Regions from separate parts of the Gossypium hirsutum genome. Here all the other regions are linked to region 3. A link is a contact called in public Hi-C data. All regions are on one chromosome and are shown on one strand. Each heading gives the region's core, a stretch centred on a gene start, on an enhancer-like site or on the middle of the called end of the contact. The rest is flanking DNA. Distances are from core to core; before and after follow the strand shown. Region 1 has its middle 17 kb from the start of LOC121228038. Region 2 has its middle 8.2 kb from the start of LOC121228678. Region 3 overlaps LOC107908079.

The links. Hi-C and Micro-C count contacts between places; a contact is called where the count stands out from the background.
Region 1: a Hi-C map of leaf shows a contact between it and region 3, with 2.6 times the contacts expected there. The contact joins two enhancer-like sites. A contact is called at or near these places in 10 of 34 Hi-C or Micro-C datasets (anther, fibers, hypocotyl and 2 more).
Region 2: a contact with region 3 is called in a Hi-C map of leaf, with 1.9 times the contacts expected there. The contact joins two enhancer-like sites. A contact is called at or near these places in 2 of 34 Hi-C or Micro-C datasets (both in leaf).

The regions. Positions count from the first base shown.
Region 1 is chrA04:9,191,124-9,194,323 of Gossypium_hirsutum_v2.1, forward strand. No RefSeq gene overlaps it. Among protein-coding and RNA genes, the nearest start is that of LOC121228038, 17 kb to the left of the region's middle. Within about 2 kb of position 1,433, at least 1 of the 9 cell types and tissues checked has an H3K27ac peak or open chromatin away from gene starts, as enhancers often do. A contact at or near this core is called in leaf, where this site is marked.
Region 2 is chrA04:9,139,517-9,142,384 of Gossypium_hirsutum_v2.1, forward strand. No RefSeq gene overlaps it. Among protein-coding and RNA genes, the nearest start is that of LOC121228678, 8.2 kb to the right of the region's middle. Within about 2 kb of position 1,450, at least 9 of the 9 cell types and tissues checked have an H3K27ac peak or open chromatin away from gene starts, as enhancers often do. A contact at or near this core is called in leaf, where this site is marked.
Region 3 is chrA04:9,256,910-9,259,646 of Gossypium_hirsutum_v2.1, forward strand. LOC107908079 reads right to left here. Exons shown (of 5, transcript XM_041111159.1): 3 at 1,270-2,504; 4 at 965-1,113; 5 at 1-208. Among protein-coding and RNA genes, the nearest start is that of LOC107908079, 13 kb to the right of the region's middle. Within about 2 kb of position 1,397, at least 9 of the 9 cell types and tissues checked have an H3K27ac peak or open chromatin away from gene starts, as enhancers often do. A contact at or near this core is called in leaf, where this site is marked.

The DNA.
Region 1 (3,200 bases), core at 183-2,682, 66 kb before region 3:
GAGAAAGTTTATCATTATTATTAGAAAATGCATATACCTTGTTAAAATGAAAAGAAATTTTTAAGAAAATCTCAAAAACGCAACTCTTCATCTTCCTCTTGAAGAAACAATGACACTACGAAAATGAGGAATAGATGATGAAATTAGTTTAAGTAAACTTATTTTTTTAAATGTAAAAATTAATAAAATTTGACTTACCAAAAAATGAGAGAAAATGAAATGGTCTCATAAAATAATGATAAGAAAATAAGTTTCTCCTAATTTCTTATCTTATTTCTACACTCATGAGACTTTGACCCCTCTAATTCTACCTCTCTTACAAATTACTCCATAACTCAAAATTCTAATTTTCTAAATGCAAACTAATATCAACAACTAACTAATTAATAATTTTATTTATGATTCTTAAGATTGGACATTGAATCCCTTCTCTACATGGAACGACTTCCTCATAAATAAATAAATAAAAAGTCGATTTATCTATCCAATCAACATCCTTCAAACCTACAAACATACCAGCTATTTCCGGTTTTGAACAATACCAGCAACTAGACTAACTTATAGGAAAATAAATGAGGAACAACCCTCATAGATTGGTTCCACTTCCTCTTGTTGCGGCATTTGATAAAGTAGTTTACAAGGATGGCCAAACCCTTGGAAGTAACTAGTTGGAGTTCAAACCATAGAGTTTTAAAATCTCACAAAAAAGGGATGAATAGGGTATATAGAAACCTCCCCTAAAGATATGCAAATAAAAGCACATTCGATTGCCATATCTTTTTGAAATCCTTTACGTTCTCTCAAATCAACAACATATCCACACTACGGGAAATGCATCAACAGCAGTGGATGGGGATAACCCTTTGATGGTTCCCTACATTGTCACACTTGCCATTTTATGAAAATGAAAGAAAGCAAAATGAAAGAAAAAGAAGTAACATAAATGAAGAATGAAACCAACTTGTTTATAGCAAAAGTCACATTTATGTCTCAATTAAAGCCCCCCAAACTTTGCAACGATGTGACCTTTAAAGTAGTTTTCTCTTAAACGACGATTTTGTACCAGGGGAAACAAAAAAGCCTCAATAAACACCACACACAATTTTGATGTGAATATATGATACCATTATAATCTTGTAACTCACTAGATAATGGCAAATTAATAGCCACTGTACTCTTCATCATTGCATGTTCCCTCCAAAACTAGTATTTTGGTCATTATATCAGCATCATTGTCTTCTCAAATTTACTTTCGAAAACAACAATTATTTTTCTTTCATAGGCCATTTTCAAACCTCCTCCGGGCTAGCAAGCAGATGGAACTAATGTTGGTACCTGAAGAAATGGGCTTAGACCCAAAATCAGTAACACAGGCCCAACTCCTAATAACACAAATATTCTCAACAAAGGGAGTAGGCCAACTTATAATAAAAACCCACAAGAGATTGTTAGCCCCGAACATAATGGGAGCATGCCAAGGAGCCTCACACATGGGATCTTCATCCTCACTAGCGTAGAATGCTTATACACATCTCCCTTCTTACTACTTCACGAAATAACAAGAAAAGCATCTTCCAACTCAAATCATTTAGCATAATGAAGCATGACTTAAAGCCCTTGAAGATGCGATGAAGATAAACCTACTTATAAAGAGTGACAATTATATCCGAGTATAAGCTCAGGCAACCTCAAGCAAGCACAAAATATATATATATATATATATATAAACCAATATGGCAACGTTAACTAGGTATGCCCACAAACCAAAGTTTGCACCATTTTACCCTTTTCTTTAAGCTTTACTAACTTAAGAATCAAAGAGTGTCCTCGAGTACAAACTATGGTGCCCTCTAATCTGTTTCCTGTCTAGCAAATCATTTGATATATTGATCTAATTCACCTCAAATACTCCTTTACAAATCGGTCTCAATACACATTTTACTCCTTAACAAAATGATGGTGCCGCACATTCTCAAGAGATAATATCCAATTCAACCCTTGAACAATTGCTAAGATACTAGTTTGGTACTTTTAGATTTTTTAAATATAAATAAAGAAAAAAAGAAAAAAGTTTCTAAAATTATCAAAAAATCTTTTAAAAAAATTTAAAAAAAATCATAATTTATTTTCTAAAATTCTAAAATTATTTTTTAAATTATAGTTATACAATTGTTAGAGTTGTGTGACCCAAATTCTAGGAGATTGCTTTCAAGTCAAGTTAAACAAAATATATATTTTCTTTCTAAAAGATTTGGTATTTATTAGTATAATATATTTAGCATTTATTAGCATAATTTATTTGACCTATGAATTTAGCTTATAAATAGACTCCTTTATAATCTTAGAAAACACGTCCATTAAATATTAGAACTCATAATATAGTTTGGGGAATTTTGTTTTTACTTTTTGAAGGTTTTTTGTTTTCAGGGTTTAGTTTTGTCTCTATCTTTTGTACTTTTCGTTCTTTTGTTATTATAGTAAAATTATATTTGCCTGTGATTTTTTATCTTATTTGGAGAGATTTTCCACATTAATTAAATTTGTGTCTTTAATTTATTAATTTCTTCCGCTAATTTTACTTGTTCGTTGCTTAATTGGGTCGATCCCCAACATATTTTTTTTAAAAAAAAGTAATCAAATTTTAAAATACATATAGAAAAATACTTATATTTCCAAAAGAATCTAAATGAAAACAGCACCAATTATCATAACCCAATCTAATACCTTTTTTCTTATGTTTTTCATTTATTCATTTATTTCTATCGCGTTCTTTAGAAGATATTATAGTGAAAAAATCATTATATACTTAAAAACAATAAATAAATCATTATATTCATGTATATATATATAAAGAATATTAAAAGTTATATCGAAAAGAAATTAAGAGTTTCGCTAAAAGTTCAAAAAATTTCCCTCACGACATTTTCTTTTGAAAATAGATGTCTTGAAAAGAAAAAAAGAAAGCGAAATGTTACTAATGAATTTTACTATTAATAATTAGCGACATACTGACCTTTACTTTTACCGACAATGAAGTTCCGTTAATATAGATACGTCTATACCAATGGATAAATTATTTGCCGAACTTACACCAACACAAAATAAATTTCCACCAAAAAAAATTATTCTCAATTGTGGTACATAATATTAGGTAAGCAATGTCCTTTAATTTCAGGAAATTCGACCATTATTTTAGCCTA
Region 2 (2,868 bases), core at 200-2,699, 120 kb before region 3:
CTTTATTTCGATCACATTTTAGTTCTTATGGGAACGATGTCGTTTTGGAGGAGAAGGGAGAATTCCCCTATTAGTCCCTCCATGTTATTCACGTGTTCAGATAAGTCCTCCCCTTTCATTGTTATTTCAAATTTGCCCAAATTTCTATTTAAAAGTTTGATTTAGTCCCTTCTTTTTTGTTATTTTTCTATTCCATTATTAAATTAATTAATTAAATATTATTTTCATTATTATTATTGTATAGGCCCAAATCTGCCCAGGGCATGTACAAACATAAACTAAATAATAATAAAACCAAATTTTTTAATAGTCCCAGTCCCTTTATTACACCAGCCCTAATTGGCCCAAAATAATTACAAGGGCCCAAATTAATCCTAGCCCAATATTACACAACAGAGTAGGCCCAAATGGCCCGAGAGTTTGGCATTCACAGAAACCCTAGGGTCCCCCTCGATGCGCCGCAATAGCCTTCAGCCTCCAAGCACTGTATGACCTCCAGCACACCTCCGTATGCCCCACGCCGAGTGCCACGTACCACCACAGCTAGCCTCGTACCTCCATACATGCAAACAAACAAGAGAACGACAACAAACACGAAGGAAAATTTGTATTTTTTTATTTATTCTTTCGGATTCCGGCTATAAAGCCAAGAACTTCTTCATTGTATTTTTTTTACGCATATTGAAATACGCATATTAAATAGTAGAAAAAGAGAAATCAAAAAATTATCGAAAGGTGATTTCAAATCCTATTTCTTTTTTTTTCCCCCTTTTCTTTCGATTTGCTTGTAATTTTTTAGCATGGAAAATGAAAAGAATGCTTGAAACAACACCGATGAAAATTTTTTTTACGCATATTGAAATACGCATATTAAATAGCAGAAAAAAAGAAATCAAAAAATTATCGAAAGGTGATTTCAAATCCTATTTCTTTTTTTCCCCCCTTTTCTTTCGATTTGCTTGTAATTTTTTAGCATGGAAAATGAAAAGAATGCTTGAAACAACACCGATGAAAGCCCATATGTCTCAGAAATATGGTGACTCGGGCTAGGGTTGTTTTCTTTTGCTTTTTTGTCGGATTTCGCTTTGTTTTTTGACAGAATAGTATAGGATTTTAAGGGTTTTTTTTTTCAAAAAAAGGGAGAGAAAAAGGAGTACACTTACCGAACCTCTGTGGGTGAGGCTTTCTTTGGCAAGATCGGGTCCTGCTCGTGCACTATCGGCCATCAAATCGAATGGTGGGTTCGGCGGCTGCTAAATGAAACCCTAGCAGAATTCAACGTTCATTTCAATTAAAAGGGCTGCTATGTTAAAAGGAGAAAATAAGGGAGAAGGGTTTTAAAAGCAGATTTGAAAAACGGTGCCGTTTAAGGGCAGGGAGATCCGCGCGTCGACCCATTCCCAGACCCGGATCCATGCCTCTGCTCTTCCAATGGGAAATTTGTGCGGTTAATCCCCCCCTTTTGCGCCGCATCTCAGTTGACTCCTATTGGCATCCTATCTTTTTTTAAAATTTTCCCCAAAAGTCTGTGCGCTATTTCATTTTAGTCAGCGCTTGTGTGCTGCGTTTTGGGGGTTAGGAATATTTCCAGCTTGGATCCCTGTACATTGGAGCGCATTACACGTTGGTCCTCTTTTCGATTATTTTATTTGCAAATTATCCCTTTCGTTTTAATTTGACTTTAATTAAGTTTTTATTTTTTTTAAAGATTTATTTCAGTCATTTTTTACTCTTGTTTACTTATTTGTATATTTTGAATTACCTTGGTGATTGTACCTTTTTTTATTATTGTAAATTTGTTTTTGACATATCATTTTCACATTTTGTATTTTTTTTTATAAATGTTTTTTACACATTGTTATATATAATATTCGTAATAAAGTTAATTTTGGTCTATGTATATTATTAATGTTATGTTATTTCATACATGCTTTTGAATCTATTCGTATATTTTAACATATATTTTTGTTATTTTAATATGTTTTGTATACATGTTTTATATATTATTTAAATTATTATTATACATATACATATATATTGGTACATATGTTTGATTTATATACATCATTAAACCCATGTTATTTTATACATATAGTTTTTTTTTCTTTGTATACATAATTATGTTTTTAAAATCTATTACATATATAGTTCACGATAAAATTAATTTAATCGTATATGCATTATTAATTTCAAGCTATTTTTACAAATCATTGCTTCTAAATGTATTCTTATATATACGTTTTGTAAACCCATTTTGTGTATTTCCTAATATTATATTTTATTATGTATTTTTGCTATCCTTTCATATTTTATATATTATTAAATTTTCCCTTATTGTATGTGTTTTAACAAATGTTTTTAACACTTTGTATATTATTTGATTTAAAAATCTTCATTCTATAATACATATTTTAATGATTATATATATGTCTCTAGTTTTTTAAATTCATCAATTCATATATTATATTATGTGTTCATTAGTTCATCATTATGTTAAATATGCTTTATACTATATTGGTTTTTTTTTAATTTTCATTTTGTTTTGTAAATTTTGTATCGATTGTATTATATTAGGCTATATATCATGGTTGTATACTTTTTTTTCGTTTTATTGTTATCTCAATTGTTCTCCATACATGCTTAGAAAATTGGTTTCATTTTGGTTAGATTAATTATATTCGATTGTTTGGTTTGATTGATTAAATAAGGTTATATTATCTTCATTCATCAATTGTTGTATTTTATGCATGCATGTTATCCCATGTTTTCATTTTTTTCCTCTTGGTTTACAAATGTCGCTTTATAGTGTCCAACTCTTTAAAACTAATTATTCCATTTTATTTCAAGTCAAATTAATGTGTTTTTGAG
Region 3 (2,737 bases), core at 147-2,646:
GCCAAGTAAAGGGTGGACCTCTGAACCCTAAATCATGAAGTTTAGCTTTATCCACAAAATCACCAAAGAGAGGGCAGTGCCTACCTGTAGACATACCACCTAATTTCTCAGATGGCAAAAGAATAACGTTGAAATCTCCAATAGCAACCCATGGAACGTTCCCTAAGGGAATCGAGCTTTTCAATATATCCCATAAATCCGAGCACTTCTGCTTATTCGGACTCCCATATACAAACGAATAAAGATAGAATTTGAAGAAAACGTAGTCCCAACCCGAGCCATGATGAATTGAGGATGATTAAAAATTATCTCAAGGCAAACAAAGTTCTTCCAACCAATCCAATACCCCCCGAGAAACCAATCGCTTTGACACGGTGTGAATTAGGGAAACCCAATTTAGCAATACTGTGATCTACTTTAGACCCACTAACTCTTGTCTCGAGTAGACTAATAATATCAGGACTATGTTCCTGATAATATTCTCAAAAAATACGAGGAAACTTAACACTAACACAACTTTGACAATTCCAAGAAAATATTGTAAAATTCATATATAAAAAATAATAATAATTAGAAAAACATACGAATTACTATCGGGAGGCATTGTCCCCATCCTTAACCAAGGCTCTCCCTTCCGATCTAGAATTAAGATCCTTACAAAGGTTAGGACTAGATATAAATTTAGCCATTTCCTCCATAGATTCGACCAAGGATACTCTATAATTTCCTGAAGCTTTGAACCGACTCCCACTACCACGCAAAGCATTGGACGCTTTTTGACCATTGCCCCAATTAAATCTTTACCACCAAACTTCTCTCTAGAAACGGGTACTCCTTCACCAAAATTTCCACAAGTAGATTTATCCGAGCTACCTTTTCCTTTTTTTATGGGAGGGGTCTTTAAAATTTATTGCAGAATGTTTCTCGGGTTCCAAGACATCCTCTGAAATAATAACAGGGGTGCCCTCAGAGCATTCGAAAGCCAGTTGAAGTGCGCTACAATATTATCAAAATTTCCACCATTTGAAACCCCTTGAACTTTATTTGAGCAATCCCCACATTTAACATCATCCACGACCATATCAATAATTGAACTGGCATGGTGCGTTGTACCTGCATTATTAAAATTAGAATTAGAATTAGAATTAAATTCTAGATTTTTAATTTCCTTGCGCAAGATTTGAGTAAAGTTATTATCATGCATTGGCCTTTTGTCCAAGGCATTTTGGCCCAAAATTATGTGCGAATTTGGTTCCTTCGTGGGCCCACCAGAAAGTTGTCCCAATTTAGCCCAGTTTTCCACCGCATCAGCTTCTTTGGAGAGCTCAGGATCTGAACTGGATTTATGAGCTAGGTCAGGAGTTAACCGCAGGCTGACATTCTTCAAAGCATCGTTCCCTTTTGGCCCATCTGTGGCCTTTACTTTGGAAGGCTTAGTGGGTATATTACTTGGACCAACACTAGAGTCCAAATCCCCCAAAGAGTTAACCCCAATTCTGGCATTTAGACTACCCTTTCTAGCATCATTAAAATCATAATCTCCCACCGACAGAAGATTCCTAACAGGCATATCATAAGTATCGCTATTTTCATCTTCCCCTATTAACGCTAAAAACCTAGACGCCAACGGTTCCTTCTGATGATTTTCCCCTTTAATCTCTCCTTTGTTAGATCTAGCATTTCCCCGACCATTCCTCAAATTTCGCTGCGATTTCCTCTCAACCGGCATCCACGGGCCAAATTCTGGTCTAGCTTCTTCGGCATTTCCACCAGCGGCCTTAACCGACACATCTTTGACTACTTCTGACTGGCTGATAGGATTTCGATTCGCATTCTCCTTAGGAGAAAAATCTTTGACATGACCATATTTTCCACGTCCAAAGCAAACCGTGGGGAGAGCCTCATATTCCACCCTCTGAGCGATGCCATCGATCAAAACCTGAGAAATCAAGGGTTTGTCGAGATTTAAAAAAATAGCAAGACGAACAAACCGGCCTCTGGATCTATTATCTGTGTGGAAATCCAGTTTGACAACTTTTCCAATAAGCCCCCCAATAGCCTCCACAATTTGCCGATGATACAAAAACCTCGGTAGACCCAGTAACCAAATCCAAGCCAAAACCACACTGGGATACAGTTGCATAGGGTTGAAATCCTTGGTCCAAGGTTGAACCGTGAGGTATTGTCCAAAGATGATCCATGGTCCTTGTGATAAAACACGATCATAATCAGCCCTTTTCAAAAAACGAACCAGGTAATAACCATTTTCAATATCCATAAGATGAAACGAAGAACAAGGTTTCCACAAGTTAGAAACACGATTATATAAAGTATTTAAAACAACGTTTCTCCCTAACAATTTAATAATAACTATTAGTTCCATTTCTTTATAAAGAATTTCTTTAACACGATCTGAGAAACTAATAGCTGGAATTCCATTGACGATAGAAACTTTCACGTCGTCTGCTAGTAGATTGATATCTCCATCACTCGCACTGTCCCTTCTGACAGAAGAATCATATGTTGGAAAATTTGGACATCACATATATAATAAGGATAATTACATGTTATTATTTACTATCATGATAGGTTAGCCCAAATTAAAAGTGATCTAATTTGGTTAGAATTTTATTGGGCTTTTAATTATTAAATAAAGAAAGTATGGGTCAAATATGTGTAGATACTCTTCTAATCAAATTCTAATTAATGATGGGCTAATTAGAATTTGATTAGAACT